Regions from separate parts of the Capsicum annuum genome. Here region 2 is linked to region 1. The links are chromatin contacts, called in public Hi-C maps. All regions are on one chromosome and are shown on one strand. The core of a region is the stretch at or near the end of the contact, and the rest is flanking DNA. Distances in the headings are between cores, read along the strand shown. Region 1 holds the start of LOC107867756 (pentatricopeptide repeat-containing protein At1g43980, mitochondrial). Region 2 overlaps LOC107867755 (pentatricopeptide repeat-containing protein At3g26540).

What was found. A called contact is a pair of places that touch in the nucleus more often than the background predicts.
Region 2: a Hi-C map of leaf shows a contact between it and region 1, with 2.6 times the contacts expected there. The contact joins the enhancer-like site here to the promoter of LOC107867756 in region 1. A contact is called at or near these places in 2 of 5 Hi-C or Micro-C datasets (leaf and placenta).

The regions. Positions count from the first base shown.
Region 1 is chr4:166,053,487-166,057,696 of UCD10Xv1.1, reverse strand. LOC107867756 (pentatricopeptide repeat-containing protein At1g43980, mitochondrial) reads left to right here and starts at 2,660. Exons shown (of 5, transcript XM_047410846.1): 1 at 2,660-4,210. The coding sequence starts at 2,819.
Region 2 is chr4:166,285,472-166,289,875 of UCD10Xv1.1, reverse strand. LOC107867755 (pentatricopeptide repeat-containing protein At3g26540) reads left to right here. Exons shown (of 2, transcript XM_016714149.2): 2 at 1,364-1,998. Among protein-coding and RNA genes, the nearest start is that of LOC107867755, 5.2 kb to the left of the region's middle. Within about 2 kb of position 2,270, at least 1 of the 5 cell types and tissues checked has an H3K27ac peak or open chromatin away from gene starts, as enhancers often do. A contact at or near this core is called in leaf, where this site is marked.

The DNA.
Region 1 (4,210 bases), core at 1,411-3,910:
CATAAATTCTCAATTTAAGAAATAAAACAGCGAAATAGTCATGTATAGCAATCTTGAATAGCTCGGTTCTCATAAATCAATGATAAAGTAATTTGGATATAATCCTGCTTGTAAAATCATGAAATTTCAATAGTAAAAATCAATTCTTTGGGCATAAGAATGAAAGGATATTCTTGTTCAAGCCCCACATACCTTGATTATAATTTTGGAGATGAAGAAACTTGATATAAACTTCTTTCTCGCACCCTTGAGCTAAATTTCTTGATGCCTTTGACTCGGAGAACTCGATTCTTAAACAACTCAGTAAAATATATGGAAGATTTCTTAAATTTCTTAGAGAAGATTTGGATTTGAAAATGAAAGAGAGAAACCCTAGCCTTTTTTTGGATGGAATGGAAGAGGAAAATGAGGATTTTCTCCTCTATTTGTATATATATAGTGGGTAAGGACGGGTGGAAAGACCAAAATACCCTTGAGCAAATTCTACAACTGGATCCCGATTTTTGGTCCTGGCGCGACGCACCACAATCGCGGACCTTTACTAGATTTTGACAATTGGGAAATTGCACAGTGGAACGACGCGGTGAAGTTACTTTTGAAACCTTGGTCGTGACCTGGAAAGGCACTGCGACGCGAAGGAATCGCGTTGGTGCACTGGAATTTGACAACCCTGAAATTGAGCCTTGGCGCGATGTGGTGAAATCGCAAAGGCTCACTGGAAAATGACAATTGCCATTTTGGCTGGCTCCGCGACGCGCTGAAGTGCCAGTTGGCACACTGTCTCACTAAAATGGCTCTAACTCCTCACCCGAGTGTCAGATTTGGGCGAATTTGGTATCGATGGAAAGCTTATTCAATTCTCCACATGATAAAAAGTAGAAATTAGGGAAATACAACATGATTTAAATATCAACCACTTTGGAAGTCCCCTATATTTACTCGGGAGACGAATTTAGGTTTAAGGAACGATCGGGGTATTACATAGCGATAGGAAGGTATTCTCATTGTGTTGCGGTGTTACTTTGGTCAGCGAAGAGTTCCTATTTACATTGTGGAAAGCATGAGTTACTTTTAAATAATAAAATAAAATAAGAAAAATATGAAAAAAAAAAAAATAATGCCAATTCTAAATCATTGTGGAGTGCCACATGGCGGGCTTTGTCCCGTATATATATATATATATATATATGGTCAAACACTTTTTTGTGTACATGGTCAAACACCCACTTAATTTAATTTTATTTTGGTTTCCCATTCGGTGTTCGGTACCCACATTGGAGTCCGACTAATTCGAATTCGCGCCACGTAAGGCCCCATTCGGGGGAAAGCGCTCCCTACCAAGGATTTTTTCCATATCCAGGGCTCAAACCCAAAACCTCTAGTTAAGGGAGGAGCAGTCCTATCGCTGCACCAAATCCTTTGGTGGTCACCCACTTAATATTTATCACAACTTTGGGAGATTTTCATATTTATGAGAAATACAACTTAAGAAAAATTCAATTTACATTTTAAAATAAAACTTTCATATATGTAGTAGTCGTTTGGTTATGGAAATTAAAAAAATTGGAGTTGGAGTTGAAGTTATTATCGTTGGCTATGAATATAAATTGGAGTTGTTTTTAAATTTTTGTAAAAGGAGTGGAGTGAAAAAAATAGTAAAAAAATTTCATATGCAACTTCAAGTTGTATTTGAAATTTTTATGTCCAAACACCAACTTAGGGGCGTTTGGTGTGATGAGGCATAAATGATTATTTTATCCTATATTTGATTAGAGGTGTGTGTTAGTACCAGAATTATCTATTTCATCAATTATACTATAGTGATATAATAAATTATTTATCATGTATAATTAATTGTGAAATTAATTATCTTGGATAACTCTTTCCCTGCCAACCAGACCGTTAGAGTGTGTTTGAAATAAAATAAAAGAAAATTTCTATAAAAGGGAAAAAATTTCGATGGACAAAAGCGCACGTAGCATATGATGATTTTATAGTTGTATGTAGGGCTGAGCATAAAATATCAAATTGAATTACTGAATCGAATAGAAAAAATTGGTAATTGGTAATTGGTATTTGGTATTTGGTAATTTGGTATTTGGTAAGAAATTTTTGAGTAAAAATTTTAATATTTCGATATTCATGATTGGATTTGGTACAAAATATTAATATCGTTTGATATTCCGTATTTACCGTATATTAAATTATTATTATATATATATATATATATATATATATATATGTGTGTGTGTGTGTGTGTGTGTGTGTGTATGTATGTATACACTCGCGCGATATGTGTAACTAACCCAATAAATTATAGTATTAGTCATTCCAAAGAATCTCTTGAACCTCAATAATGTATTCATAAAAAGCATAAAAAAATATTAAATAAGATTTCTATTAAATATACTTTTTCTGAAGTGTAAACATAGCTTGCATATATACATATGTCTAACAAACCTATAGACAATAATATTAATCATTTCAAAGAATCTTTTGGACGTTGATAATTTTATTAAATATATTTTCTGAAGTTTAAACATAGTTTGCAAAACTCCAACTTTAATATGGCATTATCAAATATCATATCAATCAAAATTTAATTGATCAATTATCGAACCATATTTTAAAATATGATATGTAATCTGAAATACCCATTACTAAATTATTGAATTCCAACTTCAAAAATACGGAAGCAATACCGGCACCCACCTGGGCCGTTACACTACCAAGTAACGGCTTACTAAATATTCAAATCTACAGTGAACGGGATTTCTGGGCATTGTCATTTTTGCATTAGCTTTTTCTACTTGTTTGTATGTACCAATTTGTACAAAGAGTTTACAGATACCACACACATTCACTTTCGTTTTATTCTCGCCTCATAACCCAGTCCCTCTCATTCACTTCTCTGCAAATACTTCATGGGAAATTGATAAAACTTGGTTTCAACAAGAATACTTTTCTGGGTAATTGTTGTCTTGATATGTACAGCAAAGTTGGAGAAAAAGTTGATGCTTTAAAAGTGTTTGATGAAACACCCATCAAGAATGTTGTGTCATGGAACATGTGTTTGAAAGTCTTCGTGAAATTTGGTGATGTGGAAAATGCACGTCAATTGTTTGATGAAATGCCTGAGAGAGATGTTGTGAGTTGGAATTCGATGATTTCGGGGTATGCTTCAGATGGGTTGTTTGAGAATGCTTTGGGTGTTTTCTTGGAAATGCAAAAGTATGGTATTAGGCCTAGTGGATATACTTTCTCGATATTGATTTCGTATGTAGAGTTTGCTTTCCATGGCAAGGAAATACATGGAAACATGCTGAGGAATGGTGTGGATTTGGGTAATGTGGTGGTTGGGAATACGCTGATTGATTTTTATGGAAAGCTTGGGTTATTGGACTATGCTACTGGTGTATTTTTAGCGATGGAGACGGTGGATGTTATTTCATGGAACTCGTTGATTTCGAGCTGTTGTAAATCAGGGTATGAAGATACAGCTCTGTCTAATTTCTCTTTGATGAGAGCTTGTGAATATTCACCGGATGAGTTCACTATGTCATCAGTGCTTATTGGCTGTTCTAACTTGTGCAGTTTGGAGAAGGGCAAGCAAATCTTATGTCTTTGCATAAAGATGGGGGTTTTGTGCAACACGATTGTTTCAAGTGCAGCAATTGACTTGTTTTCTAACTGCCACAGAATTGAGGATTCAGCTCGCTTATTCAGGGATTCAGATATTTGGGATACAGCTCTGTGCAATTCGATGATTTCGAGCTATGCACAGAACAGTTTAGAAGAAGGCGCCTTACGTTTATTCGTCCTAACTTTGAGGGAGAATGTTAGACCTACTGAGTTTACACTCAGCTGCATTCTTAGCTGTTCCACAACCTTCCCTGTGGACCTGGGGATTCAAGCCCATTCTTTGGTAATCAAGTTGGGGTTTGTATCAGATCCTGTTGTTTCCACTTCACTTGTAGACATGTACTGTAAGTACGGATTAATTGATTCTGCCTCTAATATTTTCAACGGGCTACTAACAAGAGATTTGATATCTTGGAATGCCATGATCTTTGGGCTGGCTATCAATGGTGAACCTACCAAAGCACTCAGTCTTTATTATGAACTACTTGAAGTCGGTGGTCAACCTGATCAAATAACATTGACCACTGTTCTGTTAGCTTGCAGCTATGGTGGTTTTGTCGATGAAGGT
Region 2 (4,404 bases), core at 1,021-3,520, 230 kb before region 1:
ATTATACAAGTTAAACCTTTCTTCTCGTGTATTATTTCTTCCTCTTTTCTAATGCTTCAGGGTAATTTGGGAGGAAGAAAATGTGTTTGCTTCTTTGTGATCGCATATGATGTTGTACCTATGAAATTTTATACATGCTTATTTATGAAATCACTTTTTTTTAATAAACGGTTTTCCCTGTGCTCGGCTACTAGTTTCACCTTTACCTGAAAGATTTTACTGAAATGTTTAGAGTAAATGCTTCTTGAAGTCAACTCACACTTTCACATGCATTATCCCGATTATGGCTTGAAAATGCACATTTTGTAATGTGCTCTTCATTTCGCAATTCATGGGTCAGGGATTAACCTTTTTTAGTCAAGATTATATCAAAGGGATCTCTTGAGTTCTAGGACTGTAAAATCACAGAGTGTAGGTTGAGTCAAACTCTGTCAGGTTACATTGATTAAGTAAATTGATCATCACTCGACTCATCCAAATTTCGCTTGGATCAAGTTGACCCTGGTCAAGTTGCATCAAGTTATAGGTCATAGCGCAACCCACCCAATTTGACTCTAATCTCCCGTTATTACAAGCACTAAAACAGTAATTGCCAACTTAAAGTCTCCTACATTAGTACTATTATTACAAGTGAAACACAAATTCTATATAAATCAACAGAGAGGGACAACAATAGTATGTTTCTCCACTGCATGTTCATTTCTCATAAAAGGTCAATTTTACCTTACAAAATTCATTTCAGCGTGCAAGAATTCTACAATAATGATGTTTGAGAAAGGATCTTAAGTATTACTAGGCACCATCTTGCTGCCACATTGCAGAAATACTTGATTTACTTCAAAAATTGCATTCATACTACTTTTCTTAATCTCAGAGTTAAAGCAGGTAATCTCTTTTGAAGTCTAGTTGAGTAACTTAGATAGCTTATAGTTATGTCCACAACACCTATGGAAAGAAATTGTTTTCAGCAGCTACGTGTTGCTAAATAACTGCTATTAGTTTTATTCTTTCGCCAGGCTTGTTTATTGGACCTGGATAACATGGATATATTTCTAAGAACAACTTTACAAGAGAATTTAAAGTTGGGTAAGGATCAACAACAACAACATACCCAGCCACAAAGTGGAGTCTGGGGAGGGTAAAGTGCACGCAGTCCACACCACTGCCTCAGATGAAGTAGAGTGTTGTTTCCGCTAGACCCCTGGCTCAGGACAGTTGGGTAAGGATATAAGAACAGAGTTTTGGAGTACTTCCAGCTTTACTGTGACATTAGCTTATTACCTACTCAGTAAGTCTTTCTTCACATGGCAGATGTAAACCAAGTTATCTTACTAGCTTAATCTTCTTTTCTCACCTCCAATAGGGTAACCGTCTGGACAGAAGCTGACTTTGACCAGTGAAGAAAGGAAATCTATTCAATCAAACAACAGATTTGAGGTCAATCCCCTGGAGAAAGTGGATCTAATATTCTGACAAGGTTGCTTCAGAGAAACTGCACATCAGGCTTTTCACTTGAGCATGGTAGAACTAGTCTAGTGTGATCATGGGCGAAGAGACTGGTTCTTAATTAAGATATGATGTAAGTTAAGTATGTGAAAGAGCCATTCTATGTGGATTGGACTCCAGTTGCTGCCATTGAGCCAGCTAACACGACTACCCAAGACAGATGGGTGAAAATATGATACTGGATTGGGTTGAGCTGACTACAGGAGGACCACATACAAGCTCATCGTAGTCCTGCAGGCTGCAAGAAGTAGAACAAGGCTGGCTGATCAGAGTAAGTCTAGTTCTAGGTCAATTCGGAAGGTAAACAATAGCAAATACAAGGGCATCCTGGAATTACAAATCTACTATAGGTGAAAGTGAAGATCTTAAAATTTTGTTTTGTTAATTTAAGCACTAGCCCGTTTATAATGAAACATTATACTTTGGATATTTCATAGTTTAGGACAGCCAAATTGGAAGACAAAGTTTGTTATCATACATATCTTTCTCATTTACGAGTTGTTAGCTATTACTGCAAAATTGATGAATAACAATTATCATTCAGAATTTCAACCTGAAAGACTCTCCTAACTGGCGTGACCCTACGAACTTTCCTGAGAGCATCCATCTCGAAATGCTAGAGGATCAGCCGATGATTGTAACGACATTTGATGTTCTCCGTCCCTACAGAGATGGCCATGCTGAACGTCTACCTAAATTTTATGATGAGATCAAGTTATTCACAGATGAAAAACCAAATACAGAAAAAATTGGCAAAATTGTGTACATTCTGTTGTGAGAAGAGGCTTGCAGCTGTCTATGACAAAATTTACCTTGTTCTTGTATGATGTGCTTCTGCCGATGAATTTGGGTGGGAGACCGTATAAAAGTGGCAACTCGACTTGCAGATCTCTTGGCATGGTTGCATGAAATCTGATGTTTACATGTATTGCCCTTCTACTGCTGGATCTGATAACCAAAAAGGAGTATGTGTTGATTTTATGTTTCAATAAATTTTGAAACAAATACATCGGTTAAAGATTTTTAAGAGTTATGTTTCAATTAGTTTTGAAACAAATGCATCACTTAAAGTTTTGAGTTACAAAGGAAATGAATTTGACAAATTCATTATTCATAAGTTTTGAGTTACAAAGGAAATGTATTTGACAAATTCATTATTCATTAAGTTTTACGTTATAGGTTCTTGAAAGAATGACATTTTTTGTTTTAAAACATACATGAACCTATTAACTATTACTTAATTAATATACTTCTCATGCATGAAACTTTCATCCTATAAATATTATTTTCTTTAGTTTGAAAAGTCAAGCTCTCAAAACTACTTTCCCCTTGAAAAACACTTGAGAGACATTGATCAAATGGTGAAATCACCAATTCAAGAATAGAAGAGCAACATTCTTGAATGCTACTTATTTTGTGGCTTAGTTGAATCCCGAAGATAGAGTTGTCACTTCACTTGTTCTTCCGTTTGCTCGTGGGAGAGACTCCAACTATCTTCGAGAAGCGTATTATCGTGCCTCTAAGCCAAGCAAGTTTTATTTTGAATTTCTTGTACAATTATCATTATTGTTCTAACAATTTGAAGATAGTTGTCTCTATGGCTTCTACATCAATATCAAATAGTATTCTATTTTTGCCTAATCCTAATTTTGAAATATTTGATGGCAAAGACTTTCCTAGATGGCTTGGAAAGATAGAATTCTTTTTAAGACGATTAAAGTTAGCATATGTTCTTGAAGAACCTTGTCCTAATGCTCCTGGTTCTGAGGTAGCATCTGACGAGGCTACTTTGATTAAAGAACAAATTGCCAAATGGCAATGTGATGATTATTTGTGCAAGAATAATATTCTTGAAGGAATGTCCAACAAATATAATGATCAATATTATGTTAAATGGAAATATGCTAAAGAGATATGGGACACTCATCAAGCTATTTATTTAGCAGAAGAGGCGAGTTCTAAGAAATTTCTCGTTTCAAATCATATGGAGTTCAAAATGGTTGATGACAAGTCAATCACTGAACAAGTACAAGAATTCCAACTTACATCTAATAAAATTGTTATATCTGAAATTGCTTTTGATGAAAATTTTCATGTTGGTGCTATTGTATCAAAACTTCCTCCATCTTGAAAAAAGTACCGAAGCAAATTCTTATACAAAAAGAAAGATTTGACTCTTGAATAATTGTTGCAACACTTGCAAATTGAACAAGAGACATGATGGCGCGATAATAATAGTTTGAAGGAACCTGTCATGAAAGCTCATATGGTTGAAGAAAAATCAAACAAGAAGGAACCAGAAAATAAGAATTTTTCAAAGGCAAAGAAGACTACAAATTTCAAGCGTAATGGTGACAATTTTAAATCTGATAAATGCTATCATTGTCACAAAGTTGGTCACTATGCGCGTGATTGTAGAATTCTCAAAACCGAAAAGAAGAAAGAAAAAAATAAATAAAAATAAAAAAGTTGATCTTGTGGCAATGGTCATAGAAACATTTGTAGCGAAAGATCAAGTGGAATGGTGGATAGATATCGGCGCAACTCGTCACATATCAGGTAACCGAAATTCTTTCAAGACTTATGAATTAGTGGGGGACGGTAAAATTGTATATATGGGAAACTCCTCCTCTACTAAAGTTGTGGGAAAAGGAACTGTGGAATTGAAGCTTACTTCCGAAAAGATAGTTACATTAATGAACATATTGCATGTTCCTGATATTCGAAAGAACTTGGTGTCAGGTACGCTTCTTTCGAAGCATGGTTTTAAAATGGTTTTTGAGGCAGATAAGTTTATTTTATCTAAAAATGACATGTTTGTTGGAAAAGGTTATGTTGCAAATGGAATGTTTAAACTCAATATTGAAAATAAAAATATTTCTGCTTATCTTGTGGAGT